4 separate regions of the Mus musculus genome follow, and regions 1, 3 and 4 are each linked to region 2. The links are chromatin contacts, called in public promoter capture Hi-C maps. All regions are on one chromosome and are shown on one strand. Each heading gives the region's core, a stretch centred on a gene start, on an enhancer-like site or on the middle of the called end of the contact. The rest is flanking DNA. Distances are from core to core; before and after follow the strand shown. Region 1 overlaps Rabgap1 (RAB GTPase activating protein 1). Region 2 holds the start of Psmb7 (proteasome (prosome, macropain) subunit, beta type 7). Region 3 overlaps Rc3h2 (ring finger and CCCH-type zinc finger domains 2). Region 4 holds the start of Gpr21 (G protein-coupled receptor 21).

Region 1 (3,749 bases), core at 257-2,756, 1.1 Mb before region 2:
AGTGGCAAGAATGTAGTTCAGGTCTAAAACTTCAGAACAGCTTTCCCATGCCAAAGTATATTACTGGTGGACACATCCTCTTTTGTCAGGGTCATACCTAGGTACTGAAAGAGGGTTTGTAGGACTGCCCAGGACAATAAGAAGAAGACAAAGAAAAAAATCATCACCAAGATAGCAAAATCTAAGCTGTGGTCAGAGAATGGACAGAGAGCAACTGCAGAAAATCAAGATCAGCATTCTGGTTGGTCTCAGACCACAACCAATGGGACGAGAGGCCTACCAGCTAAGGAGCCTCAGTAAAGGGATGAAAACAGGTGCCATACTAAGTGACGTGGACTTACAGGAATTTTAACTGAATGGTGGTATGCCAAGACAGTGATTTGAGAGGCTGTAATTTCAGATTAGAGAGTTCCCAAATCCTTAGGCATTGTATGCCTGCCTCAGAAGAGCAGATAAGATTCCAAAAATTCTCACACTTCGCTGTTATTTCTACAGGACTTGGAACACCACTTGGGCCTTGCCCTCAGTGAGGTGCAGGCAGCCAAGAAGACCTGGTTTAACCGAACACTGAGCTCCATAAAGACAGCAACTGGTGTTCAAGGGAAAGAGACATGTTGAGAACAGCTGCTGCCTCCAGACACCTCCAGAAAACACACCACCTTTTGTTGCCTTCTTTGGCCAGATGTGTGATTCTGTGATATGTTGCAGGACCAGAATGAACCTAGGTCAGAGCTGTATAGTATATTGTTAGGTCAGTGGGCTAGGGCTCCTGCAGCAGGCTGCCAACCCAACTGATGCTTTGGGTATGCACCAGAGTCCTTCCTCCTAGTGCCATTCAGGCCTCTTTTCTGTATAGGAAGGAACACTTCACACAGCCAGACTTGGGGAATACCCCAATGTATTGGGTTTTCTTTTTCTAAACCCTTTAAAAAAATTGTGTGTGTGTGTGTGTATGTGTACACATATACACACATGCACACACTCTATCCTTTGAGTTGGGGAGCAGGGGTTCAGAAATTTGAGTAATTCTTATCTATCAGTGCCAGCAAAAGCCCCTAGGAGATGAGAAGCACTTTGAGTAGAAGGGTCTCATAGTCACAGTTCAAGTCACCTAATTTTTTTTTAAACTAATATAGTGCATAGGTTTTGATTTGGAATTATTCATATTGCTGAGCAATTCTATGCAACTCTCATAGTCGTGTCTTTTTTTTTTTTTTAAACAAAACAAAACATTAGCTGCCAAACTACTTCTAAAGGCTGGAATGGGCCACATGACTGTGAGACTGAATCAATCATGACACGGACAGCTCTTATTTTGTTTAAAGTGTACATATATATGTGTGTGTATATATATGTGTGTGTGTATAAATATATATATATATATAGATATATATATAGATACATTTCCCAGTACCCTGAACTGACAGTGTTTAAGTCCCAGACAACCTGCTAATCTACCACTGCCGTCTGTGGTCATGGGGCACTTCCTTTCACTTGAGGTTTATTGGGCTTTGTTCTTCCTGCCAATGTAGGAGCTGGCAAGAGCTCCATGACCTCTAATGTGTGCATAGCAGGTCGTTCAAGAGAGCAAGACTGAATACATGAAAGTCCCTACACACTGTAAAGTCCTACTTTCCTGGCTGGATCTCTGTCAGGCCTCTGAAGCCTCCAGGGGGGCCAGGTGTACATCTCACTGGTCAGGTGATGGGCTGTGGATTCTCACTTTAAAGCTATGAAATGGCAGTTTTAGCACCTTTTTTTTAATTAAAAACAAAACCTTTTGACTCTTAATTTATATGCTGACAAGTGGTGTCACAAGTGGCTCATCCTCTCTGCTCTGTGTGCAGGTAGCTTGGGTTTGTATATAAGGACACTAGTTATTTTTTCTTTCCCTGTTGGCTTTTCTAATGCTTGATGAGGTCATCTACAGTGGGGAGATAATAAGTGGCCTGCTCTTCCCCAGACCATCCCCTACACCACTTCCTGTGTCTGTCTCGTTCAGTTAACCCAAACAGTATAAGCCCATCTTAAACTAGGTGTGTGGACATTGTGTGCTAGGGTAGTTTGTGTGTCAACTCCATGAACTGAAATATAAATCAGTAAAACTGTATTACTATTTCTTTTGTTTGTTTTAACAGCATATTCATTAAATATTTTGGTACAAACAGCATTGCTTCATACAAAAGTAGTTTTATGTTTGCATATTCCTTTCCCACCCATTCCCCAGAAGTGCATATGGGAAGAACATATTAAGTAAAGGTTGTGTTATGCAAGAGATGCCTGCCCATGGCCCTTACTGAGAAGTGTAGTGCTGTGGGTCACAGTGCTTAAAATTAAGTCTTGGGCCGGGCGTGATGATGCTCGCCTTTAATCCCAGCACTTGGGAGGCAGAGGCAGGCGGATTTCTGAGTTTGAGGCCAGCCTGGTCTACAAAGTAAGTTCCAGGACTTTCAGGGCTACACAGAGAAACCCTGTCTCGATAAAACAAAAAAAAACAAACAAAAAAAAAAAAAATGGTCTCACCAGTTGAAGATCGGAGAAAGAACAGCAAGTAGCTGGTAGTTTAAGAAGGGAAGCAACTGAAAAGAGCAAGTGTTTGCTCAGACACAGGAAAAGCAGTAACAAGGGTGGGTATATCTTCACTGAGGTTCCTTTCTCTCCCTAGCTGGTCATCTCAACATCTCAACACCCTAGGTCCTTTACACTTTTTACTACACCTCCCTTCTCTGAATCTCAACTATTGCTTTGTAACCCTCCACTTGCCACAAGCCAGAATCTGGGCCTGGTCAAGTAGTCCCTGCCTGACTTCTACATAGTTGCTGATCCTTAGGCCTAAGCTGTGGTAAGTACTCTTGGAAAGGCCAGGAAATGGCTCCAAAGCACAGTTCACAGGGTGAAAGACATGCTTCTTGGGTCTACATTTGCTGGCTGGCTAGCTGTTCAAGGCTCCCATGTTAGGGAGAAATCTCCATCTTGAAGCTATACACCACCATCTAAGAAAGGGATCCATATGCCAGTCAATCTTAGTGTGTGAGCCTAAAACAACTCAAGATACTAAAATTTATAATTGGGAATATACCTTATAAGTGTATGGGATACACTGGACCACTGGAGGTACAGTTTTATAAGCAAGACAAGAAGGTAGTGATAAACTCTGCAGTGACTGGATTTCTTGGGTAGAAGCAAGAGGAAAATGTTAAGGAAGGATTGGAAAAAGTAGTCTAAGTCAGGTGGAGGCCCATGCAAATGACCTGGAAGATGTGGGGAACAAACTGCTGCAGAGATTAAAGGTAGTTTGTATTTGGGTAGTTCTCTGCTGATCCTTTATGGAGGGAAATGGAAAGAGAAAGAAGAGTATGAACGGAGGTAATAGAACAGAAAGATGGGAAAAGGAGTCTCGAAACTCAATTCTACATAAGCAGTAGGAAGATAAATTTAGCTTTCACTGTTTTGGTCCTAGATAGCCTTGGACAGAAGAGCTGCAGATGTGTGGGATATACATTTGCTAGTGAGTGGGTCATCTATAATGCAAAACTTCTCAATTTCAACACTGTTGGCAGTTTTGGTGTCCTGTGTGGCAGTATTCAGCAACTTACTTGGTCTCTACCTACTGGATGCCAAAAGCATACAACCCAAAATATCTTCAGGTATTGCTGAATATTCCCTAGAAGGCTCAGAGCACTAAATGTTCTTCACTTGTAACATGACTGGAGGCTGGGGGGTCATGGGGTGGGGGAAGAGACACATGC
Region 2 (3,406 bases), core at 701-3,200:
GACCTTCCTGCTTCCACCTCCCCAGTGCTGAAATCACAGGCCTCACCACCACTCCCATCTCCTGCAGTGATGATGACATACATCCCAGCCCAAAACACCTCTAAGAGAGCTAAAAAAACAGTCTCAACAGCAAGCAGGTTGCAGAGAGGATATGGTAATGGTCCATTTTTAGTCCCAACATGCCAGAAGATTTCAGAGTAGTTCAAATTCAACAATACTTACTAAATATTAGGAGATATGAAGTGAATTTTTGAACAGTTTTTGTCAGCAACAACCATCCCTTCAGTTGCTCTCGTGTCTGCTCCAAGAACTATGCCATCCTATTTTTTAGAGAAAAAAGGTTTTCAACAATTTATATACATAAGATAGTATTTAAGAAAAACAATGTTGGCCATTCTCTGCTCCCAGAATTCCATATCCCCAGTCAAAATTCCTACCAAAACTATTGTCCTACATTATTAGTACATCCTTAATAAATGTCAATGGCTAATTCTTGAGGTGATTAAGACTCATTTCCATCTTCAATCAAGGCGCAACGATTCAGTAAATTCCTTTTAAATCACAGAGCTAAACTGGAAAGAAAAAATGTGGAATGAAGACCCACAATCTTTCCAACAAAATATTTCCAACAAAATAGGTCAGCAAGTACAATACACTAGTCGGGCAAGCCTGGAAAACTGAATTCCATTGTAAGAAGCCACATGAAGCTCAGAATGGACTCCACCAAGTTGTTCTCTGACCTCTACACTTGTCCCATAGCATATGTACAAGCACATACACAGAGAAAATTTAGGAAACAGTCACCTCTATTAGTTTTTGAAATGTGACTCTCTTCACCCCACTAACAACATTAATCGCTAGCCTTTATTATCTTTACAGTTTATTTCAGGATTTATCTCCATTTGATGGATAGAGATTTAACTCTGTAAAAAAAAAAAAAAAAGGCTGAGGGCAGAGTGGCTCTCCCAACGTTGTGGAGGCAGAAGCAGGTAAATTTCTAGTTTAAAGCAGCCTGATCTACAACAATCGGGGCTATATAATGAGACCCTGTCTCAAAGGGGGGGGGGGGGGGGGGGACTAAACTGCCCAAGTAGTTCACTAGAAACAGTATGGAAGCATTAAACATCTAAACAAACCAATTAATCCCAAATTCTGTGCTTTCCCATTGTAGCATCCTGCTTCCTAGAGTACCTTAGGAAAAGCCAAATTGCCCTCATGTGTAAAACTTCAAAATGAGTAAATACAAACTATTTAACATGTAAAACCTCTTGATCAAGGCATTCCCTAATAAAAGCCGATTCTCATGATGCACTCTGACAGTTCTAGCTGGAAGCTTGAGTCCAAGTGGTCTAACTACGGTTAATAGGTCAGTTACCGCTACGGTCGGCCTGTCTAGGCTTACCTTATACACCACCCCCGCGATGGTAGTGCCAGTTTTCCGAGCTTTCGGGAGCTTGAACCCCTTTTTTGCGAAATCCGCTTCCAAGACAGCATTCCTAAGGGAAGGCACAGAAATCAAGTGTTAGAGGACAAGACCACTGGCGAGAAGAGTGGGTGCTTAGGAAGGAACTCAATTTTCTTCCACCCCAGTGTGATCACTGGATTCTCCCATTATTAGCACCATCGGCGAGGAATTACAGATCGGGGCGGTGACCCAATCCCTCCAAAGCCACAGGAAAGTCCAAATCCTTACACACTGGCAAGGGGAGAGGGCCGCGCCGGCCTCAGAAGCAGCCCGCGCTGGGGCCCGATTCCCTGAGTCACACGGCCGCGGGCACCATCCCCACGCTCGCCTCACGCCCCCGACCCCGGCCGCAGCCCAGTTCCGATCCGGCGTACAGAGTTCCCACTCGGGTCCCGATCGCGCCCCCGGGCATGAACACACCTGCGACAATTATCAAAAGAAAAGCCTCCGACCGGTGGCTGAAACACCGACACAGCCGCCATCTTGCCAAGAAAGTGTTTCCGGGCCGAGGGCGGAGCGACAAAAAAAGAACTTAGCACTTCCGGCGCCGCGAGAGACCGGGACGAGAGGGCGGGGCAAACTTCGAACTGGCGCTCTTGGACATAGAGTTCTTGAGTTCTCACTTCCTAGAGAGGCTTGGGTCTTTGAAGTAGTTTTGCCTCAAGTCCTGGGAAGGGGAAACTGACGATCAGCCGAAGGGATGGAATTTGTTAAATCAGATAATAAAATTCCCCCAATAACCAAATCTCCTGACGCTCAGACCAGATCTGTTTCTGCGGTTAAACTAGAATCCGGCGTGTATCAGGGACATCCACACACCCCAGGTCCAGGCAAAGCCGCTGAGCAAATCCCTTTCAACTCCCTTATTTCCTACTGTTAGTGTGTAACGGAGCTTTCACCTTCCTCAGAAAGGCAAACAGACACATGGAAAGACGTTTCGTGCCCTGAGTCACGAGGACAAGGCAACCCCAAGCCCCCAGTGAGACACTGCTTTGGACCCACTACAATGACTGGAGTTGGACAGAGAAAAACTCTCTGTGACAGGTGGGAATATAAAACGGTCATCTGCTCCGGAAAACGAACTGGATCTTAAACCAAAATTATCACTGTCATACCTACCCAGAAGAACTGGAAAGCTAAGTTCACAGATGCTTCTAGGCAAATGAGCATAGCAACCAGGTACCTAACAGGCAAATCGGGAAACAACACAAATGCCCATTGACGGATGAATGAGTAAACAAAATGTGGAATATCAGCACAGTGAAACAGTATTAGGCCGTAAAAGGGAAGGGAATGTGATACCTACTAAATCAGGGGTGACCCTGGAAAACAATTTGCTAAATATAAAGAGACTAGGCATGGAGAAGAAGAACCACATTGTATAATTACATTCACATGTGATATACTATACATTCATGTGGTAATCATGTTCACATGCCTGTGGGTACATGTGGGTGTATGGTTAATGTTGGGAGTCCTCCACCACTCTCCACTTTACTCTTTCAGTCATCTTCCCTCTGGGCCATCTCCCCAGCCTTAGAGAGTTCCATTTGTATGAAGTATCTCAAAATAGGCAAATCTGCAGAAGCATAAAGTGAATCAGTAGTTGTTAAGGCTGAAGGAGAGGCACTGGATTGTTTATGGGCACAGAATTCATAATGTTACCCAGCACTATGAGTGCAGTGTTATGTAATTTTAAGAAAATCTTCTACTGATGGAAATGTGAGGCTTGCTGCGGAAGTCAGGAAAATATTTTTAAACTTATTTAGGCAATAAGTGACACCCTCCATGACTGTGAAATGAATTCATTTACAAATATTTATTAAGCACCTACTATGTCCTATTATGATTGTAGCTGAAGACAGACGGATGGATAGATAAATGAATGAATGAATGAATAACATCCTAAGGATCTAGAACCAGTGTCTCAACCATATTTTT
Region 3 (3,888 bases), core at 168-2,667, 1.3 Mb before region 2:
GATGGAAATTTCTCTCAGTGAAACATAAAATAGAAATAAGTTAATTAACTCTACTTTCACTAGATGTATCATTGTAGGATCCTGCTAGTTTAATAACTGAGTTGTTAATTTACTGTAGAAGCCATTTAAAATAGGAAATGGCTCAGTTACTGCACCGGATTGCTACAAACTCATAAAAAGCTGCTTGAAGCTTAAGTTAAATGTTGTCCAAATTCCAATAATTTCTGGAAAGTGAACATTACCCTAGTAAAGTAAATTTTCTTTTTTTTCATAATGCTAATGCAAGAGGGCTTGAAGTATCAAAGAGTCCACAGGAAATGGATGCCCCCAGTAATATCTTTTTTTTTAAAAAAAATATACATTATATAATATATATTATATATATAAAAAGCTAGTGTAAATGCTTCCATGGTGTGGTCACAGATTTGAAAGCTGAGCCTCCTTTCAGCTGTTAACCATCTTCCCATTTGCAATAGGTTTTAAAAAGTCGTTTTTATCTTCAGACATAACGTGAGTTTTCAGAATGAGGTTGCCAACACTGACAGATGTGGTGATGGGGAGGCAGCTTGCACTGCTAATAGACATTGGACGTGGCTGGCTAAAGCAAGATGTTACCGGCAGAATTGGTTTTTGCTCCTCCCTGAGAGAAAATGACAGTGAAAGCAAATTAACTTATGTACAATTTAAGAGTTATCACATTTGCTCTCTGAAAGCTACTTCAAACTCTAAGCCCACAGAAAAGCCTATCTTCTTTATTAAAAAATGTATTAAGTAGGGGCTAAAGAGAAGGCTCAGAAGTTAAAGCACAACTGCTACTCCAGAGGACCTGGGGGTTCAACAGCCAAAACCACACAGCAGTCTGTAACTCCAATCTCAGAGGAAGCAATGTCCTTCCGGGCCTCTTTGGGCACAAAGCTTGCACACACATAGACATATATGCAGTCAAAACACCCATACACATAAAAGCTAATAAATAAAAATTAAATAATTTTTAAAGTATTACAAGTCACTAAAAAGGTCATATTTTCAAAATTTAAAAATTAAACTTGATAATTTGTGTCATCTAATCAGTATTTTAAGACCAGGACCAAATATTTGGCAAAAATTATACAAAATAGCAATATAATAGCCAAGAACATCATAACAAGATTTTTTAAAACAAGAAACATTCAGCACAGGTTTTTGTTTGCTTTAGTTTTTAAGGTTTTTTAAAATAAAATTTATGTATACAGTATTTTGCTTTCATGTATGTATGTGCACCACATGTGTACAATGCCCTTGGAGGTTGCAAGAGGGGGGTTGAATCACTTGAAACAAGAGTTATGGATGGTCATAAGCCACCATGTGAATGCTTAGGCTCAGGAACAAACCTGAGTCTTCTACAAAAAACAAGTGCGCTTAACTGCTGAGTCACCTCTCCAGCCCCTTGTGGTTTGCTTTTTAGACTTTGTGGTTTGTCTTCCTCTGGAGTCCATGACAACTTAGAGCATATAAATAGCAGATTCTGCCTGTGCTTCCCAAATACTGAAATAATCTAGGATTTATTTTTCCATCCTATGATCTTCAAGTTTGGTCAAATTGAAGAACTATAACCTGATGTTAGAGATAAGAGAACTTTCATTCCCAAATTGAGTTTTGGTTTTAAAATAAACTGCTTTACTAGTTCAAATTCCTCTAAAAACACAGACTGACCAAATCATTACTTTATTATACAAGGTTTCCCCATAAATAGAAAAAGGCAAAAAAAAAAAAAAACAAAAAAAAAACAAAAAACCAAGAATCTACCAGCACATCTAGCGCTAAGTATTGATCGCCTCTACCCTCTGATTATGAAGGGTCTGTCTAACACTCACAGAATCACATGGTCTTCACCTAAACTCTGTCTCTTCGGCTTTCCTGGGTCCTTCTGGTGCTGCTGGGCTGGATGACCATTTTCCACTGCTGTTCCATTGAGCAACTGGTCATTTTGAGAACTGATACCAAGTTGTATGTCCAAAATTTCCTGAGAAAATAAAATGTTAATCCTTCAATATGACAGTATTTTATGTATTTTAATTTGCAACAAAACAAAGCCACTACTTATCCAATTGAGGAACTTACTTCAATTTGTTCACTCTGGCCATCAGGTTCATCAGTATCAAGGGCTGAAAGCTCTAACTCAATATCCCTATCAGGCTTTGTATCTACAGTGTCTTCTGTGTAGTCATTCTATAAATTAAAAAAAAATTATATTAATTTTATACCTGCAGAATCTCTTTTAAATAAAAATAAGAAGCCTAATGGTACAGTTAAAGATTTAGTTCAGAAGTCTGAGAGTGTATTGCTGAGAGGTTCGGTTCCCTTACCTCTCCATTTCTTAGTTCAATTTCCTTGCTTAGAAGATTTAAAGTAAGGTGACGGCCTTCATCCAGGGAATTCCACTTTTGTTGCATGGCCAGAGCATTAGCTTCCCTCTGAAGAAGTAATGAGTTACTCTTGGCCTCCATGAAGAGAGAAGAAAACATAAGCTTAGCTTTCAATTATTATTTTACGTTTTAAAAATCAAAGCTAAATATATAGAGCCTACCTGCTGAAGTTCAATGCTCAAAAGGTCTCCGGTACTAGAATGCTTTCTATGACCAGATAAATCAGTAACAATGAATCTGTCCCTTTAAAAAGAATTATATTTACTGTAGTTAAAGTGAGACATAAAGGAGCCAAAGCAATAATGACTCTATGTTCTTTGTAACGATCACTGAATGTGTTTTAGTCACTATTCCAAATGTAAAATTTGTTCCAGAAAGTTTTTTTTTTTTTTTTTTTTTTTTTTGAGACAGGGTTTCTCTGTGTAGCCCTGGCTGTCCTGGAACTCACTCTGTAGACCAGGCTGGCCTCGAACTCAGAAATCCGCCTGCCTCTGCCTCCCAGGTGCTGGGATTAAAGGCGTGCGCCACCACGCCCAGCATTCAGAAAGTTTTTACACAGCTCAAATTAGCAAGGCTTAATCCATGGACAACCAGTAATGATTTTTCTATTTTAGGTGCATGTAAGTTTGAGAGTAAAGGAAATGAGAGTATAGTTACCGTTCAATATAGTGTGCTGATGATGTAGCATCGTTGCCATATGAACTCCACCTTGAATCGACAGCATTCACGTAAGGGACATAATCTGCATGGAACACAGAAAAACAGTTTAGAAAGGCAGAAAATAAGCCAGACAAGGTGGTACACATCTGCAATCCCAGCACTCAGGAGGCTAAGGCAGAAGCACTGCCACAGCTATGCTTTGAGGCCAGCTGGGATATAGTGAGAACCTGTCTCAAAAAACTAAAAAAAAAAAAAAAAGAAAGAAAGAAAGAAAGAAAATTTAAAAATCAGAATATAAATATGTACTATTTAAAATGGCAATGTATTTTTTCCCACTAGCCAAAAATTCTACTTAAACCATTTCATTCTCATATTATTAAGTTTTCTACCTCAGAGGTTAGGAATAAACAGTACATGGTAAAAAAAATTCCTTGGTATTAGTAAAATGGCTTACCTGATACGCTGATGGGCTTAGTTGCACTTCCTTGGGAAGCAGTTGCCTGGACGGGATCTGTTGTATGGTAACCTGTTCGGGAGGATCGGGAAATTGCACCCCATTTTGAGATAATGGGTCCGTCACTAAAGGGAATAATTGGGTCTTCTTCTTTTGTCCTTCTCTGAGCTTCAAATAAATGCACTCTTCTCTTTACATCCCCACTGTCCAGGTCCTACACAGACCAAAAAATACCCATGAAAGAGCTGCTGACGATTGCTGTAGCTAAAGATAAAGTATGTTCTCAAAACACATAATTAGGTTTTTCTGGTCAACTTTATACTAACTTTAGATCTCAATGGTATATAACAACTATATTAAACTACCAAA
Region 4 (3,364 bases), core at 514-3,013, 1.1 Mb before region 2:
AGTTTGTCTTGCTTCAAGTCCTAGCTTCCCTGTTTTCTATCTGTCTTTGTTGGACAATTTAGTATCTCTTGGCATAAAATGTGATAATTGAACCTTGACTATTAGTATTAATAAGGATAATTCATAGTCATAATAAGTGTAAGCTACTGCCTAGTTACTGTTATTTACTTATCTATTATTTTAGTTTTAGAATATTATTTTGGCTTCAGTGAAAATGTGGCAAAAGATAAGTGTGGCTTGAATTGGGGTGCTGGCAACACTTTTTAAGACCTTCAGTAGGTGATTAAAGCATTAGATGGTGCCAGACCTGTCATTATTTTATCTATTCCTTACCTTAAATAAAGTATAATTTACAAAGTAGTCATAGGGAGAGGTTAAAAGTAATAGATAACCATAAAATAGCTATAACAGTATGTGTTGCGATATTATGTGAATGTTGGCTGTCTCAAACTGTAGGGTTTTTTTTCATCCAGTGTTTTCAGACTACAGCTGTGCTGATATACTGGATTATAAAATTGCAGATCAAGAGACTGATGGATATATTGTGTAAGAGGTTCTCAGGGGTAGAACCCTCAGCATACATGTGCTAGGGACTGGGAGAGTAGGAACAGGAGTACCTCAAGTTATCTGTGAGTGACAGTGACTTAAATACAAAAATCTCTGAGGCAGGAGGCTGTCCCTTCTGTGCTGCTCTTCTCTACTGAGGCCTGTCACATTATGTTATTTGTCTCCTTGAACATGTCTCGGGGGTCCTTACTTTCCTGAATTAAAGTGTTCACACTTCACTGAGCTGTGATTGTAAGCATCCTTTGCCCACAGTAAGAAAGCATGGATAAAAATAAATAAAAATACAAGTTGGATCACATGGTTCTTTGTTCAAGTGTACAGATCTCCTAGGATTACTACAGTTGCAGCATTTGTTTTCCTTTACTGATGATGTGAGGCTTTATTCAGGCAAAATTATACCATTCCCACAGCACCCAGTTTATGAAAACGGAAAGCACCCTTTATGACATTATCCAAAAAAGTAGTGTGTTATTTCAATTTGCATTGTTTTAGATAAGTAGAAACAAGATTGAACTGTAAGATTCAAAGACTTGGTACCTAAATATCTGTGTACTGTCACTCCACTCAAGTGGAGTACCTAACTAAACTGAGGAAGAAGGAGAGAACAAATAGCACCATTTCCAAATATTAGCCAATATCTAATAAATGATAAAGGAAAATTGAGGCTGAATATTGTCTCTCAGCTGTAACGTCTTGTGCAGCTGAATTAGACTTCCTCGGGTGCCATGTACTGTTACCATGCTTCCTTCCTGTGACACTGTCCTTTGTTCTTAGGGACACAAAAAAATAGGACTTTCCCCCCTCTCTCCTCTGGTACTGTACTTCAGCCCAAATCCCAACTCCTCCCTCTCTCCATCCCCACCTCTGCCCATGTTTCTTACTGGCAATCTGAATTCTGCTCATTTACCTATGAGGAAGATTGCCGACCGACAAGGAAACAGCTTTCAGATACATCCTGTGGGCGCACCAAGCCAGCGCCTACTGTGCCGTCGGGAATTCCTCTATGGGAATAAATGGTAATGAGTTGTCCAGCACGCTAGAGTGTGTGTGTGCCCTAGCACACAAGTTGCCCTGCCCTGCCCTGCCCTGCCCCACCCCCTTTCTTCCTTTTCCCAAGCCCCTCTCTCTGCTTCTCCTCCTACTCCTTTAGCCCCTCCCTCTGTGCCTTAGTTCTGCAGTAGGCTGGCTTTACGAACATTCCTGCATTGCAAGGCTTTCGGTTAAGGATGTATTGTGGCTTTTGTTTGGATTTCAGCATGCAGAATCACAGGTAACACTCTGAAATTGAGCTAAGCAGATAAATTGTATTAAGGTGTTTGCAGAGATATAATAGTACATTGGATTTAATGGAGAAAATAATCTTGGTTAATTTTTATCAATGATAATGTCTTCAGGATTACCATAAGGAGATTCTCCTACAACACGTAAAATAAAAGAAAATGAGGGTTTATAATTTCTTTATGTTGATCTTGGAAGCATGGTATTGCTGTTCCTCCAAAGTAAGGGCCGTTTATGGAGGAGGCTGCTTAGGGTGAAGTGGGAGGGGTGCTGGCAGTCAGAGCTAGCTAGGTTCTTTGTCTAGGATGTGGAATGCAAAATGTAAAATGCTCTCTCCTTTTCTTCTATCAGCTGTTCAGAGGAGACTCATTACAACTCCTGCTGAAGCTACTAATCTTCCTCCCTCTGCCCCTCCCCCACCCACACTTGGCCTGAAGACACTGTCCCCAGTTTGCCTTACTCCCTTGCTATGTGTTTGGTGAAACTGGCAGTATGGCTGCGTCTGGGACTGGCCAGACAACTGCTGTTGGCTTTCCCTATTCCAGGAAGAATTTAAAGGGAAATTGTACAGCAGGCAGTATACCCACCACAGCAGCAACCTCAGGAACGTGATGACTAGGGCTCCCTGGCTTTGTCACAGGCATGCAAAGCTGACTGCAGTGACAGTAGCTGCTCCTGAGAACTGAGACAGCAGCCAGGTGGCAGCATGAAGTGAGAGCCAGTTCCTGAGCACGAGATGAACTCCACCTGGGATGGTAATCAGAGCAGCCATCCTTTCTGTCTTCTGGCACTGGGCTACTTGGAAACTGTCAGGTTCTGTCTTTTGGAAGTGCTGATTATTGTCTTTCTAACTGTATTGATTATTTCTGGCAACATCATTGTGATTTTTGTGTTTCACTGTGCACCTCTGTTGAACCATCATTCTACAAGTTATTTTATTCAGACAATGGCATATGCTGACCTCTTGGTTGGGGTAAGCTGCCTGGTCCCTTCCTTATCACTCCTCTACTACCCTCTTCCGATTGAGGAGGCCATGACTTGCCAAGTATTTGGTTTTGTAGTGTCAGTTCTGAAGAGTATCTCTATGGCTTCTCTGGCCTGTATCAGCATTGATAGATATATTGCCATCACTAAGCCTTTAACCTATAATACCCTGGTTACTCCCTGGAGACTACGCCTCTGTATTTTTCTGATTTGGCTGTATTCCACCCTGGTCTTCCTGCCTTCCTTCTTCCACTGGGGTAAACCCGGATATCATGGAGATGTATTTCAGTGGTGTGCAGAGTCCTGGCACACCAACTCCTACTTCACATTGTTCATCGTGATGATGCTGTACGCCCCAGCTGCCCTCATTGTCTGCTTCACGTATTTCAACATCTTCCGCATCTGCCAGCAGCACACAAAAGAAATCAGCGAAAGGCAAGCCCGATTCAGCAGCCAGAATGGGGAGACTGGGGAACCCCAGACCTGTCCAGATAAGCGCTATGCCATGGTCCTATTCAGAATCACCAGTGTGTTT

Evidence for each region. Promoter capture Hi-C pulls out the DNA fragments that hold promoters and counts their contacts.
Region 1: a promoter capture Hi-C map of liver shows a contact between it and region 2, with 3 times the contacts expected there. The contact joins the enhancer-like site here to the promoter of Psmb7 in region 2. A contact is called at or near these places in 6 of 39 promoter capture datasets (the C10 cell line, cranial neural crest, hippocampal neurons and 2 more) and 1 of 115 datasets of contacts at active chromatin or transcription factors (large pre-B cells).
Region 3: a contact with region 2 is called in a promoter capture Hi-C map of the HPC-7 cell line, with 4 times the contacts expected there. The contact joins the enhancer-like site here to the promoter of Psmb7 in region 2. A contact is called at or near these places in 13 of 39 promoter capture datasets (the 3T3-L1 cell line, the C10 cell line, the HPC-7 cell line and 9 more), 6 of 484 Hi-C or Micro-C datasets (B cells, CD4 T cells, CD8 T cells and 1 more), 1 of 115 datasets of contacts at active chromatin or transcription factors (large pre-B cells) and 1 of 9 other capture datasets (adipose tissue).
Region 4: a promoter capture Hi-C map of liver shows a contact between it and region 2, with 7 times the contacts expected there. The contact joins the promoter of Gpr21 here to the promoter of Psmb7 in region 2. A contact is called at or near these places in 4 of 39 promoter capture datasets (the C10 cell line, hippocampal neurons, liver and 1 more) and 1 of 115 datasets of contacts at active chromatin or transcription factors (stem cell-derived neural progenitor cells).

Annotation. Positions count from the first base shown.
Region 1 is chr2:37,564,270-37,568,018 of GRCm38.p6, forward strand. Rabgap1 (RAB GTPase activating protein 1) reads left to right here. Exons shown (of 26, transcript NM_146121.2): 26 at 496-2,168. The coding sequence ends at 618. Among named protein-coding and RNA genes, the nearest start is that of Gpr21, 50 kb to the left of the region's middle. Within about 2 kb of position 1,507, at least 39 of the 459 cell types and tissues checked have an H3K27ac peak or open chromatin away from gene starts, as enhancers often do. A contact at or near this core is called in liver, where this site is marked.
Region 2 is chr2:38,641,956-38,645,361 of GRCm38.p6, forward strand. It overlaps Psmb7 (proteasome (prosome, macropain) subunit, beta type 7), which reads right to left and starts at 1,951. Exons shown (of 8, transcript NM_011187.1): 1 at 1,886-1,951; 2 at 1,403-1,496; 3 at 223-320. The coding sequence starts at 1,947.
Region 3 is chr2:37,374,789-37,378,676 of GRCm38.p6, forward strand. It overlaps Rc3h2 (ring finger and CCCH-type zinc finger domains 2), which reads right to left. Exons shown (of 22, transcript NM_001100591.1): 16 at 3,520-3,733; 17 at 3,063-3,147; 18 at 2,567-2,648; 19 at 2,346-2,480; 20 at 2,101-2,208; 21 at 1,854-2,002; 22 at 1-640. The coding sequence ends at 445. Among named protein-coding and RNA genes, the nearest start is that of Pdcl, 17 kb to the left of the region's middle. Within about 2 kb of position 1,418, at least 35 of the 459 cell types and tissues checked have an H3K27ac peak or open chromatin away from gene starts, as enhancers often do. A contact at or near this core is called in the HPC-7 cell line and pre-B cells, where this site is marked.
Region 4 is chr2:37,514,863-37,518,226 of GRCm38.p6, forward strand. It overlaps Gpr21 (G protein-coupled receptor 21), which reads left to right and starts at 1,764. Exons shown (of 2, transcript NM_177383.4): 1 at 1,764-1,837; 2 at 2,197-3,364. The coding sequence starts at 2,582. The region is part of intron 13 of Rabgap1 (RAB GTPase activating protein 1); the gene reads left to right.